Linked DNA regions of Sus scrofa: all the other regions are linked to region 3. The links are chromatin contacts, called in public HiChIP or PLAC-seq maps. All regions are on one chromosome and are shown on one strand. The core of a region is the stretch at or near the end of the contact, and the rest is flanking DNA. Distances in the headings are between cores, read along the strand shown.

Region 1 (3,696 bases), core at 430-2,929, 330 kb after region 3:
GAAAGAGAGGTTTCAGCAAGGAGTGACCCACAGCACCTTCCCGCCGCCAAGGGATCAAGCGGTCTCAAATCTTCTCCATCCTCTCCCTTCAGCTTAATCCAAAACTGGCCCAGAGAATTACATTTCTAGCGCCCAGTCTCCTTTCTTGGTGATTTGTTACTGTCCTGAAGACTTAAGTTTCTTGAAGCCAAGAATAATTAAACTTGGTAATTCCAATTATAGTGAGGAAAAATCTCCAATGTAATTAACCCAGAGTTTTAATAATGCTATACATAATTATTCTAATAATGTTATCCACAGTCATAAGCAAATTAGAGTTTCAAAACACCATTTTTACCTCATTCTATATTATACATAGCTATAGATGATATTATAATATGTACACCTACTTATATGCAATTACTCATTAATCAAAGATTTATTGAGCAACCTTTATGCTCAAGTTGCTTAGAAAAAAGTGACTACTGTGCTAAGTGCTTTACCTCAATATTTTTATTTAGTCCCTCACAATAATACTGTAGGCAGGTACTATTACAGATGAGCAAAGACAGGCTCTAGAGGTGCTGAGTGCCTTATCAAAGCCCATAAGAGGGCAAAGGGTTCAAACCCAAGTGTTTCAAACCTGGAATGCAAGCTGTGAACTAGCACCGTTTCTTGTATCCAAAATGCTACAGGAGCAAAGAGACAAGGAGAACACTGTGGGTGGGGGAGGAAGCAGGGTTCTTCTTAACCCACAGCCAGGAGTAGGTTTACACAGAAAAGGGAAGCTGACTGAGTCCCGAGAGCCTCAGGAATAAGAGGAAGGAGGGAGCAGGCAGCAGGGACCCTGCAAAGTCAGAGCCAGGCCCTAGGCATGACTCTATGTCTCAGCTCAAGCAGCTCAATCGGGGCAGTGGGCATGTGAGGACACCCATGCCACCCTCCACAGCTCTGTTAGGTTCGTCAATGGCTTAGACATTCTTTATCTGGGTCGTCATTTCCATTTCTCACTACACTATGAGTCAGTGCTTCCCAACACGGCTCTTTTGAAAAGGCAGTGCACGTCACACCCATCTTACACTGGTCAGCAGTGATGCTGAATTGAGGAACAACTAAGGACAGTTATGCAACCAAAACTTCCAGTTCTCTGGGACTGATAGCTGCGTTATGAAACTGATCTTAGAGGAAAAAAAAAAATAGGCATTATGAGAATATTCAAAAGGGCATGATGAATACCTGGTAACGTGTGTACTTTTTAAAAATTGGAGTAGAGTTGACTCACAATGTTGCGTTAATTTCAGGTGTACAGCAAAGTGAATCAGTTATACATATATCCATTCTTTTTCAGAGTCTTTTCCTGTAAAGGTTATTATAGAATATTGAGTAGAATTCCCTGTGCTACACAGTAGATCCTTGTCAGTTATCTATTTTACACATAGTAGTGTATATATGTTAATCCCAAACTCCTAATTTGTACTTCTTATAAACACTTTTTGCTAACATACTAGATCTTATAAAATGTGCCCCAAGTTCTTTGTCAATTAGTCTTTCATAGAATTTTTTTAAGGCCTACCATGCACCTGGCACTGCTCTGGGCACTAGGGATATAGCTTTGAACACAGCACACACACACACACACACACACACACACACACACACACACACACACACACACACACACACACAGTATCTGACTTCAGAAAGCTTACGTACATACAAATACACCTGGAGAGAAGCACAAGGTTTACCTTGATAAGGACCTAGTCCTCGCAACTAGTTACTCAGAGTGGTAAAGAGGGGGAAAAAAAATGCCATTTCAGTTATCAAAGAGTTTCAAAATGAGTTGGTAATTGGATGAAATTATTTTCAAGTTTTCATATTGTTTTTTTACAAAAATAATAGTTTTCTGTTTAAATGAGGTCAAGCAATATAAAAAGTCACATAGAAAGAAGGCAATAAATCAACCATATCCTGCTTCCCAGATTAGCCTATACTATCTTTACTGAACACAATCCAGACACTTCTGGTAGCTTTAGAGACAGGCAGAGAGAAAAAGAAAATGTTGTATTATTAGGATCACACTCGATGTGTAATTTTTTAAATATTTTCTTTAAAAATTATACTTGAATTAAAAGAAAAAAAAGGAGTTCCCTTCGTGGCTTAGTGGTTAATGAACCTGACTAGAATCCATGAGGATACAGGTTCGATCCCTGGCCTTGCTCAGTGGGTTAAGGATCTGGCATTGCCATGAGCTGTGGTGTGGGTCACAGACACAGCCTGGATGCCATGTTGCTGTGGCTGTGGTGTATGCTGGCAGCTGTATCTCCCTTCAATCCCTAGCCTGGAAACTTCCATATGCCACAACTGTGGCCCTAAAAAGCAAAAAATAAAAAATAAAAATAAAATAAGAAACAGAAATTGGAGAAAAACTGAATGGAATTGTTGAACTTTGAATAAACATTCTCAACAAACAGTAACACAGAGATTCACCAAAGGGAGAACTAGAAATCCCAATGCAGAGGGAGGGGTGGGGTGGGGGCAGGGGAAGGGCAGGCAAGGACACAAGTCCATTTGCAAAGTAACCTCAGTTCTCAGGACCAGCACAGGCTTGAGTTGGATTCCAATACTTTCAAATCTGGATTTTTCTGTAAAACTTGACCCAGAAACATAGGATATTGTGTGAAACATGTTTTTTTTTTTTAAAGACCTATTATAAGAGTCTAAAAAAGCATATTAAAAAACTGCTGCCCCTTGCCTTACACTTCTAACTCATCTCAATATCCAAACCAAGTGCTTTTATTGCTTTTTGTTTTTCAAGTATTTATCTCTGTGTTTCTAAAAACTGTGCTTATGATGGTATTAGATTTATCAATTTTAAGTATAATATATTCAGTTCTTATTTTGAAAGATAACTACTATCCTTACCTCCTTCCACCTCTGTTATTTTTCTTTAAATTACTGTGAGTGTATAAACTGCTGCTAAACCAAGTGGTGAATACATTAAAGAAGGTGAGTCCTTCCTTAATGTACCACTTTTATTTTTCTAGAAAGTAACATTTCTCCAATTTTTATTATTTATTTAGCTTCATTTCTATGTCACTGTAGCTATACCCTCACTTTCAAACAGCCTCTCAAAATAATCCTCCACACGGTCAAATATATCAGCTAGTCTACTGATCCCATTTTTTCCACCTGGAGATTTCCACCCTAAAGCCCTCATTTTGCTACAATGTACAGTTTTTTTGTAGACATGTTTCCTAAAGCCTCCATGATATTCTTGTGATGTAAGGAAAGGAAGAATGATACGTTAAGAATTATTACATAAATATTTTATTTTATTTTATTGTCTTTTTGCCACTTCTTGGGCCACTCCCGAGGCATATGGGAGGTTCCCAGGCTAGGGGTCCAATCGGAGCTGTAGCCACCAGCCTACACCAGAGCCACAGCAACTCGGGATCCTAGCCTCATCTGCGACCTACACCACAGCTCACGGCAATGCCGGATCCTTAACCCACTGAGCAAGGCCAGGGATCGAACCTGTATCCTCATGGATTCTAGTCAGGTTCATTAACCACTGCGCCACGACGGGAACTCCCCACATAAATATTTTAAAGACTTGCTACCTTTGTTTCTTTAGAATTAGTTGGTTTTGTTGCTGTTGTTTTGCTTTGTTTGTGGCTGAAAAAGTTCTCACTGACCTTTCTTGGCTCTTGACCA
Region 2 (4,134 bases), core at 489-2,988, 290 kb before region 3:
CTGCTCACAGCAATGCCAGATCCTTAACCCTCTGAGCAAGACCAGGGATTGAACTCCCAACCTCATTGTTCCTAGTCGGATTCACTTCTGCTCCACCACGATGGGAACTCCTTTATTCAGTCTTAAAAATAAGTCCTGGTTCACATAATGCAGATCTAGAAGAAATTAGGATAGTATAAATCAAAATAGAAATTGAGGCAATACATTCAGTCATAAAGCTGAATATATTTTATGCTTTTAAATAATATTTGACTTCCACAGGAATCTCTTCTAATATACATTAAACTTATTTGTGTCAAGTAAATACGCCTGCGTGTTTGCTTGTGTGTAAGTTTAATATGGTAAAAATGAAAACCTGAATGACAGAGAAAACAAGAATGGGAACACTGCACACATGGCAAACTACTAACGATTTTAAAAGAGAAGGATTTCTCACAAGCCACAGCCAAAGTGAGGCTGTGGGTTGGTTTCTAGCAAAGTTACAAGAAAATGGGAAGAACAATACATTGTTGCAATATCTTTCATATAAAGTTACTTTCAATGACTTTTGTTACTGGATGAAATGTAAATGCTCAGGTTTAGTTTTTATAGCCTTTAGCTTAGGCTGCCAAATGGTAAAGAAACAGGAAGAAACAGTAGGTAAAAAATACTTCTGGGTGAAGTGATGGGTCTGGGGACCAGATACACAGCTCACTATCCTAAAAAGTCACTTATCATGTGGCAGTCCTCCCATAAACTCCCTGGTAATTCAGCAAATTATCTCTTAAGGAGCATTTGTTTTTAATCTACTAAGTTTGAATTACAAAGGAGAATCAGATCATATTTTGGTTAACCTTGATGTTAACCATGATAAAGATATTACATACTTATGTCTGAAAGATTTTTTTTTTTTTAAACTGGGAGTTCCTGTCATGGCTCAGAGGTTAATGAATCTGATTAGTATCCATGAGGATGTGGGTTCGACCCCTGGCCTTGCTCAGCGGGTTAAGGATCCGGTTTTGGCGTGAGCTGTGGTGTAGTTCACAGACATGGCTCAGATTCTGAGTTGCTGTGGATACTGCCTTGCTAATTCTTGTGTAGATATTAAGTACTTAACTTTTGTCTTACTATTTACTTTCTAATTTGCTTGAATGCAGAGGCCCTATATTTTTCTTTTTTTATGTTTTCCCTCTCTTTGTCCACTGCAAATTTGAGAGTGGATGTTTGATAAATACTCTGTTGTCTTGGAATCAAGTGAAAGTATTTCAAACTGGTTATATCCTGGTCTTCTCTCTTCCTCACAAACTTCAGTATAGCCCCTTTAATAGTTCAGAAAAATAAGATGGGATATAATTGCTTGTGAAGGCCCACACAAGAAGTTAGGTATGAAACTAAAACTGGACCTCAGACTTTCAAACTCATAATCCCAGACTCAAAACAAAAGGCCATAGAGCCTTCATCAATATAATTCAATTAAGAAGAGCATTCAGAAAAGTACAGCTGCTCTTGTCCTGAAGGAAAGCTTGTGACTGTGTATTCTTTGTAGAAAGTTAAGACCATGGATATCATTAAAATGTCCCAGTCCCCAGAGTGCTGGTGAGCCCAGCAGTGTAAACAGTCTTGAAAAGGAACATACACTTCTGGTCCGGGAGAGAAATCCCATCTGGTCTACCTTGCATGGGAGACTCTGGCTATATCATAGTGGTTGGTGGTTTTGTTGTGTGGGGACAGCTGAGGGTCATTTCCTCATCTTTATTCCCAGAAAAGATGGGCACTCCCTTTGCCTTGTTGAAAGGCTATGTGTGTGAGAAGGCAGCGAGCCTGTTTACCCAGTGGGCTGGGAGCCAGTCCAGTGCCGCCTACCTTTCCAGGTCCTTCCCCTGTGTGTGTTTCCCATTTCCCAGGCTCTGAGATGGGCAGATAAGAAAAGCTGCCAATCAGGATGCCAGTGCTTCAAAGGGCTCCTTCACAGGTGTGTACAAAACTCATTTGTTCGCCCCTGGGATAGAGATGCCAGTGGCTTCCAGGCAGATGCTGAATCGGGGTTTGTTTTCCTTTGATTTCTCCCTGCACCAGTTGGCTGATGGAGAGGCCTTTCTTTTCCTCCTGTGGCTTTGTGGGGGTGAGGATGACTGTAACACAAGTGCCTTTCTGGCCTTTGCTGGCCTCCACTTTTAAAGGGACAAATAAGGTTGTCTCTGCTTCTGGAGTTAATTAAAATGCAGAATTTCTCCAAAAAAAGAGATTTTATTGGTGATGAATAACCACCATATACTGGACTGTTGGCTTCAGGCACAAACAGGACAGGTAGCTGGTGAAACGGAGTGGTCTGATTTTTGTATGTCATAAAGGTATTTTATCAGTGTTCCTCACAAGCAGAAATTGTCCCTTAAACATCCCACCTAGAGGCTAATATCCTGGTTAGAATACCTGAGATTTTACTTTTAGTCTTCATTCCTTTGGCAAAAGGTCACTTTTGAAATTCCAACATTTCTGGTAGGAGTGTTTAGCTGGCACCAGTTATTTGATGCTGGTGTGAATATATTTCAGATCTCTTTCAGAGTATATGTTTTGAGGAAAATTTTGGTGGAATTGATTTCAGGGAGGCAGCACTGAGTGATGGCTTGAAGCGAGATCTTAATTTTCTGCTTAGGAATTGAACCTGGGAAGCCTGAGTGAAAACCAGAAATCCTAGCCACTAGACTAGCTAGAGGCTAAAAAGCAGAATTTCCCCCATTCTTGCTCTCTGTTTAAAGCAAAAACTGTAAAAACAGACAAAGGTGTATTGTTAGAAACACAGTACAACATGTGGGAGAGCACAGAAATATGGAGAAATAATCTCTTTATCTAAGGCAGAAGCAAAGCAGTAATACACACCCAAAGGAGCACAGGTGTGGGCATTCCCCTGAATGAGGATTGTGCCAGAAAGATGACTTAAATCACTTATATAGGACAGTTCTTCTGGGTCCTTTTTTTCCCTTTAGCCAATTATCTTGCCTTATCCTTCATACCTGACCAGACTGAAGACCCTCTCCTATATGCAAGCACATCTTTTTGTCAAGATGGATTCCAGAGCAAAGTGTTCTAGGATGTTATTGGGACTTCTTATGGCCTGGTGCCCCCTCCCTTTTTGAGCCCTATGAGGTTCTGCACATGTGTAATTGGGGAGTTCTTCTTGACCCCACTTAATGGAAATGGTCATCTTATCTTTCAATCCCAGCAGAGCTCAGCTCCTGCCATAATTTTCTTTAAAGAGAAGCAAGGCCCAATTTACTCAGCCTGACAAGTCCCAGCTATTCTCAGCCCAGGGGCCTGTCTTTCTCCTGCCTCAGAATCAGAAAGAGTAAGGGACATGTAGATGAAAAGAAAATGAATGTGAAGTCAGGAAAGAAAGATGATGGATTTGGAGACTTCTATGTGAGGCCATTAGTAAGGTGAGACAAGTGAGGCTCAAAGTTATGTTACATACTTTTCAAATAAAACTGCTGTATCCTAATACTGACTTTATTGGAAAATGACATAAATGGGTTTGGGGGGAAAAATGCCACAGGTACGGCCCTAAAAAGAAGAAGAAAAAGGATTTGGAATCATAACTTGGTGTAAGGAAACACCAATGTTTTAAATTCTCATTGAAACAACTTCAAATTTCTCTAAATGTACTTTTGACAGCAGGATGAATGGTTGGCCAACATCTAATGAATATACCAATTGTTTACACTCTCATATATTGATAAGACTGGATGGAAAAGTCAGAAAGAAAATCTGTCACAAAAAGAGACACAATTAAATGAGACTTAGAACTTTGATTACTGAAAACCAAGATCCTATTTCAATTACTACTTGGTTCTGGAAGGGGAAAAGTCTGAATCATTCATTCAAATAGAATAATGTTTTTTCCTTTTTGCACATAGCTGTCAACATGATCTTCCTTAAGAACTTAAAAAATACTAGCTATCATTTTTTTCTAAAATTTTTAAAAAATTATAGTTGATTTACAATATTTGTACCTAATTCTGCTGTACAGCAAATATATATATTCCTCTTCTTATCTTCCATCATGTTCTATCTCAGGAGACTGAATATAGTTCCCTGTGCTATACAGTATGACCTCATTGCTTATCCATTCTATGTATAATATTGTGTTAGCTATTATTT
Region 3 (4,021 bases), core at 528-3,027:
GTGGAGGGAGATGAATTAGGAATTTTGCAAAGCACAAAATTTAATAGTATTTGCTGGAATATTTAGATATAAGTGGAAAGAGAGTTGAAGATGTTTCATAGGTGGATTAGAGAAAATTTTCAGCTAAAGAAAACAATGAGTTCAATTTATCAACATTGTGAATCTGAGGTAAAACTCACCAGGTGGAAATGGCTTGATGACGTTTGAAAATGTAGGAATGGATATGGTGTGAGATGTCATCTGGATGTCCCAGTCTGGATGCCTTTCTGCTCCTGACAAGCAAATGTACTCCTCTCACTGTGCTCCCTACTCTGGTTAACAGCGCAGAAGGAGTCAGAAATCTTGGGGTCATTTATGATCGCTCTCTCTCTCCATGTATTTCCTTATTGTCCATCTTTTCTTCCTTTTCTCCATCCCATTGTCACTTCCCTGGATTTTACCTGGACTATTTCAACTCCCTTACTACTCTCCCTGCATCCAATCTTTCTCTCCTGTAATCCAGTTTGCACTTTCCTTCCAGAGTGACTTTTGTGAGACACCGGAATGTTGCTTTTCTGCTATGCATCTTTAAAAGGCTTCCATTGACTACAGAATAAAACCTGGACTCTTGACCAAGACTTTATGATTTGATCCTAGAATTCTTGAATCTCATTTCCAGTTTTCTCTCCAACCATACCAGACTACTTATCCTTAAATGTCTCCTGCAGCTCTTCTTCCTTTCCACCTTATTGAAATCTCAGTATAGAGTAACAAAGTTATTCTGGCTGGGCAAAAGATATTATACTGTTTATTGTGGAGACAAAAAACAAACCAAAACAAGAAGACAAGAAAACGCCTTGCCTTCAGGTTGAACTCAGATGTGGCCTCCTGAAGCTTTCTCTAGGAATATTTATAGTTCCACTGGTTATCTGCCAGCTGACAGTAATTCTTAGCCAAAAATTGAGTTACTGTCTCTTTTATAGGTAAGGTTAAGTTCACTATTTAGCACATCTGTCCTTGAGATTGTCTAGTTACAAACAGTTTGGCTACAAGTAATTTGTTGTCAAGTATCTTTCTGAGTATCTTTCTGGGTTGGAAGTGTGTCCACATAGCCCTTACCTTGACCTCAATAAGATGGCTACTGGGGGGTGTCATTACGTCTTACGTCATCACGTGTCGGGAAGGTGGTTACTAAGAGAATGTAATGAGGGCGGGGCCAAGTAGGACGGGGCGGGGCTATGAGGAGCTGGGCGGGGCTGGAGAGGGGTCGGGGGCTCTTCTGCTATTCAGCCGGTGCGAGCAGCGGCGGGAGGCAGCGCAAGGCGAGGCCACTCGACGCTAGGTGCCGAGAGCGTGTCCGCGACCACCGGCTCGGACAAGAGGCAGCCGCGTAGCCAAGCGGAAGCTGGTGGTACCGGGAGCGGAGGCCGGAGCCCAAGCTCCCAGGCGGGAAGCACCCAGGATCGGGGAAGCCCCGGGAGCAGCGCGGCGGCGCCTCCCTGACCCAAGGGGCCGCAGCGACGGTCACGGGGCGCGGCGCCACAGCGCGCGACCCAGGCCGGGATTCCAAACAGGCAGCAGAGGCTCCTCCTCCATTCAGGCCGCCTCACCTGCGGGCAGCGCCGCGCCCCCTCCGCTGGTATAGACGGCACCTGCGCCGCCTGGGTCACCGGTCTCCGCCCCTCGCCCCCCGGCGCCAGGCCCCGGCGGCGCACCTGGACGCGCGGAGCTGCGAGACCCAAGGCTCAGGCCGGGTGCGGCGTCTTTGCCACCGCCCAGGGAGCGCGCAGGTGGAGCGGGCGCGGCTGTGTGCAACCGGGCCCCGGCCGCTGCCGCCGTCCGGGTCGCCGCCGGGTCTCGAAGACCGGGCTGTCTGCGCTCGGGGAGGAGCCGCCGCCAGCCAGGCACCATGAACAGCAGCAGCGCCAACATCACCTACGCCAGTCGCAAGCGGCGGAAGCCCGTGCAGAAAACGTGAGTGTCCGGAGTGCAATCTCGAGGCGGGGTGGGCGCTCTGGTGCGCGGGTGTGGGAGGCGGCCCCACCCCGCCCCCAAATCCCCGCGGTCAGGGGATTAGGTCCCTTCTAGGCGCAGTCGGTGGAATCGAGATTTGGAGGCGGGTCGAAAGACCCGGGCTTTGGATTTTTCCGTGTTTAATTATTGCATTCAAAAAATTGTACCGCTCTCCAGCGCACACCCACCCTCTCACACCCCACTCGTTTGCTGCACTGTTCACTGTGCTGTGGTTCTATTATGTTGACAGCTCTGGTCTGCCTTGTGGGGTTGGTGGATTAGTTAACCTAAGCTTGTCTTGAAATCCCCTTTCACATTTAATATCCTCCTCGCTTAGGTTAGAGGACGGTCACCATTCTCACTCCTGGTAGGGCGAGATGCTTTAAAGAGCTAAACACGTGCTTTCTGCAAGAAGGGGGCCGAGTGCCTCTGAAGGTATTTTTTGGTCCAGTGCAGCGGGCTTTCTGTTGCACTCTTATTTACTTATTTGGCAGTAAATTTGTATTGCTCAGCGTGAACATATCGGTAAAATGTGTAGAGATGGTAGCAGGTTTGAGAGAGTAGTAGACAGGATACAGGAGCGGATTTGTATTTTCAGCCACCTTTTGGGGGAGCTTTCTTATAACTTTGGAGGTGGTTTTAGGGTCTGTAAAGTAAAAGATTTGAAGCTGGAATCGTTGAAACAGACGTTTTCATTCTTAGCATCTTTCTGTAATTCCCTTTCCCCTCCACTTCCAAGTTTTGTCAATTCTGATAGATTACAAACTTGGACTTTTTGTTTGTTTTGGTGGTATATTTGTGTGAGATGGCAAATTCTTTAAAGTAATTGTTGTCAGGAAAAAGAAAAATCTGTGCTCGAGACAGATTTACTTTTGTGAGTTGGCAGTATTCATGTGTTTATTTCTCATTATTATCCCTGAGTTATTTTACTTCACATTTTTCAAAATTTCAGAGACAATTTTAAGAACACACTCATTAAACGTTTACTCAAAACAAATCAGAAGTGTGCATTTGGCTTAAAACTTAATTTAGGTCACTAGTCCAAACCAGAAAAATAATAGATTATGTTTAGTATTCAAGACCAATTTAAAAGTTTCATTATTCTGGAGTTTTAATTTCCTTTTAGAATCTCAGTGATTATAGTCCTTCAGATATAGACTTGGCATTAACAAAGGATATTTATCTATAAATAGACTGATTAAAATTTGGAAGTCTTATTCTACATGTGGCTGACATTAGGATTACTGCTGAGTCAGCAGTTTTCTATCTTAGTTCTGTTGACATTGGTTTACAGTACTTGCCCTTTATAGAGTGGTTTCTTATGTAAAAATTTGTCTAATTTGAGTTAGACAAATTGTCCTTGATGGTTATTTAAAATTGAGAGGCACCACAAACACTTCATCTATGTATTTATTAATATAGTAGTACACTTGGCATAATATATAATAGAAATGTCATGGGTTTTACATACATGAACAGAAAACCTGAATATCTCCCTGATGGATTTTTAAGTTATTGCATTTCAACCAGTGTTACAAAAGGATCCAGATGACTTTTTAAAAAAACAACAACCAAGTGTTTTAATTTTGTTTTCATTGTCAATTTTAACATTTTTTGACTTTTCATTAACATCGTATTGAAGAATTTCCCTTTAAGCATATTACTGTACATTTTCTTTCATATATGTAAGATGCACCTTTTATTATTTTATCTTAACATTTTAATATATTTTCTAAGACTTCAGTACATTTGCATTTAATAATCTTATGTAATATAGTACAAGCGAAGCATTTCCACATTCACCCTTGTTTTATTTTAGTGTAAATGTTTATCAGATCTTTTTTGAGCATCATGCATTGCCTCTAATCATATAAATGCATTAAAATTTCACTACATTGCTCCATAAGAAAAGCCTAGTGCTAACATTTACAGAATCACATGAAATTGTTTATATAGTTTTTACTTTAGTGAAAAATGGTTAACTTAAAATGCACTTAATCAAAGTTCAATTTAAGAAGGGAGCCGTAAA

Evidence for each region. HiChIP or PLAC-seq counts read pairs in DNA pulled down with a chosen protein or histone mark.
Region 1: a contact with region 3 is called in an H3K27ac HiChIP or PLAC-seq map of alveolar macrophages. The contact joins the enhancer-like site here to the promoter of AHR in region 3. A contact is called at or near these places in 3 of 5 promoter capture datasets (fetal liver and liver), 11 of 47 Hi-C or Micro-C datasets (adipocytes, alveolar macrophages, embryonic fibroblasts and 5 more) and 2 of 2 datasets of contacts at active chromatin or transcription factors (alveolar macrophages and skeletal muscle).
Region 2: an H3K27ac HiChIP or PLAC-seq map of alveolar macrophages shows a contact between it and region 3, with 4 times the contacts expected there. The contact joins the enhancer-like site here to the promoter of AHR in region 3. A contact is called at or near these places in 1 of 5 promoter capture datasets (liver), 8 of 47 Hi-C or Micro-C datasets (embryonic fibroblasts, fetal skeletal muscle, heart right ventricle and 3 more) and 2 of 2 datasets of contacts at active chromatin or transcription factors (alveolar macrophages and skeletal muscle).

Annotation. Positions count from the first base shown.
Region 1 is chr9:86,837,827-86,841,522 of Sscrofa11.1, forward strand. The region is part of intron 1 of LOC110255481 (a long non-coding RNA gene); the gene reads right to left. Among named protein-coding and RNA genes, the nearest start is that of SNX13, 250 kb to the right of the region's middle. Within about 2 kb of position 1,680, at least 18 of the 83 cell types and tissues checked have an H3K27ac peak or open chromatin away from gene starts, as enhancers often do. A contact at or near this core is called in alveolar macrophages, embryonic fibroblasts, omental adipose tissue and 1 more, where this site is marked.
Region 2 is chr9:86,221,028-86,225,161 of Sscrofa11.1, forward strand. No RefSeq gene overlaps it. Among named protein-coding and RNA genes, the nearest start is that of AGR2, 170 kb to the left of the region's middle. Within about 2 kb of position 1,739, at least 7 of the 83 cell types and tissues checked have an H3K27ac peak or open chromatin away from gene starts, as enhancers often do. A contact at or near this core is called in alveolar macrophages, where this site is marked.
Region 3 is chr9:86,510,089-86,514,109 of Sscrofa11.1, forward strand. It overlaps AHR (aryl hydrocarbon receptor), which reads left to right and starts at 1,778. Exons shown (of 11, transcript NM_001303026.1): 1 at 1,778-1,953. The coding sequence starts at 1,889.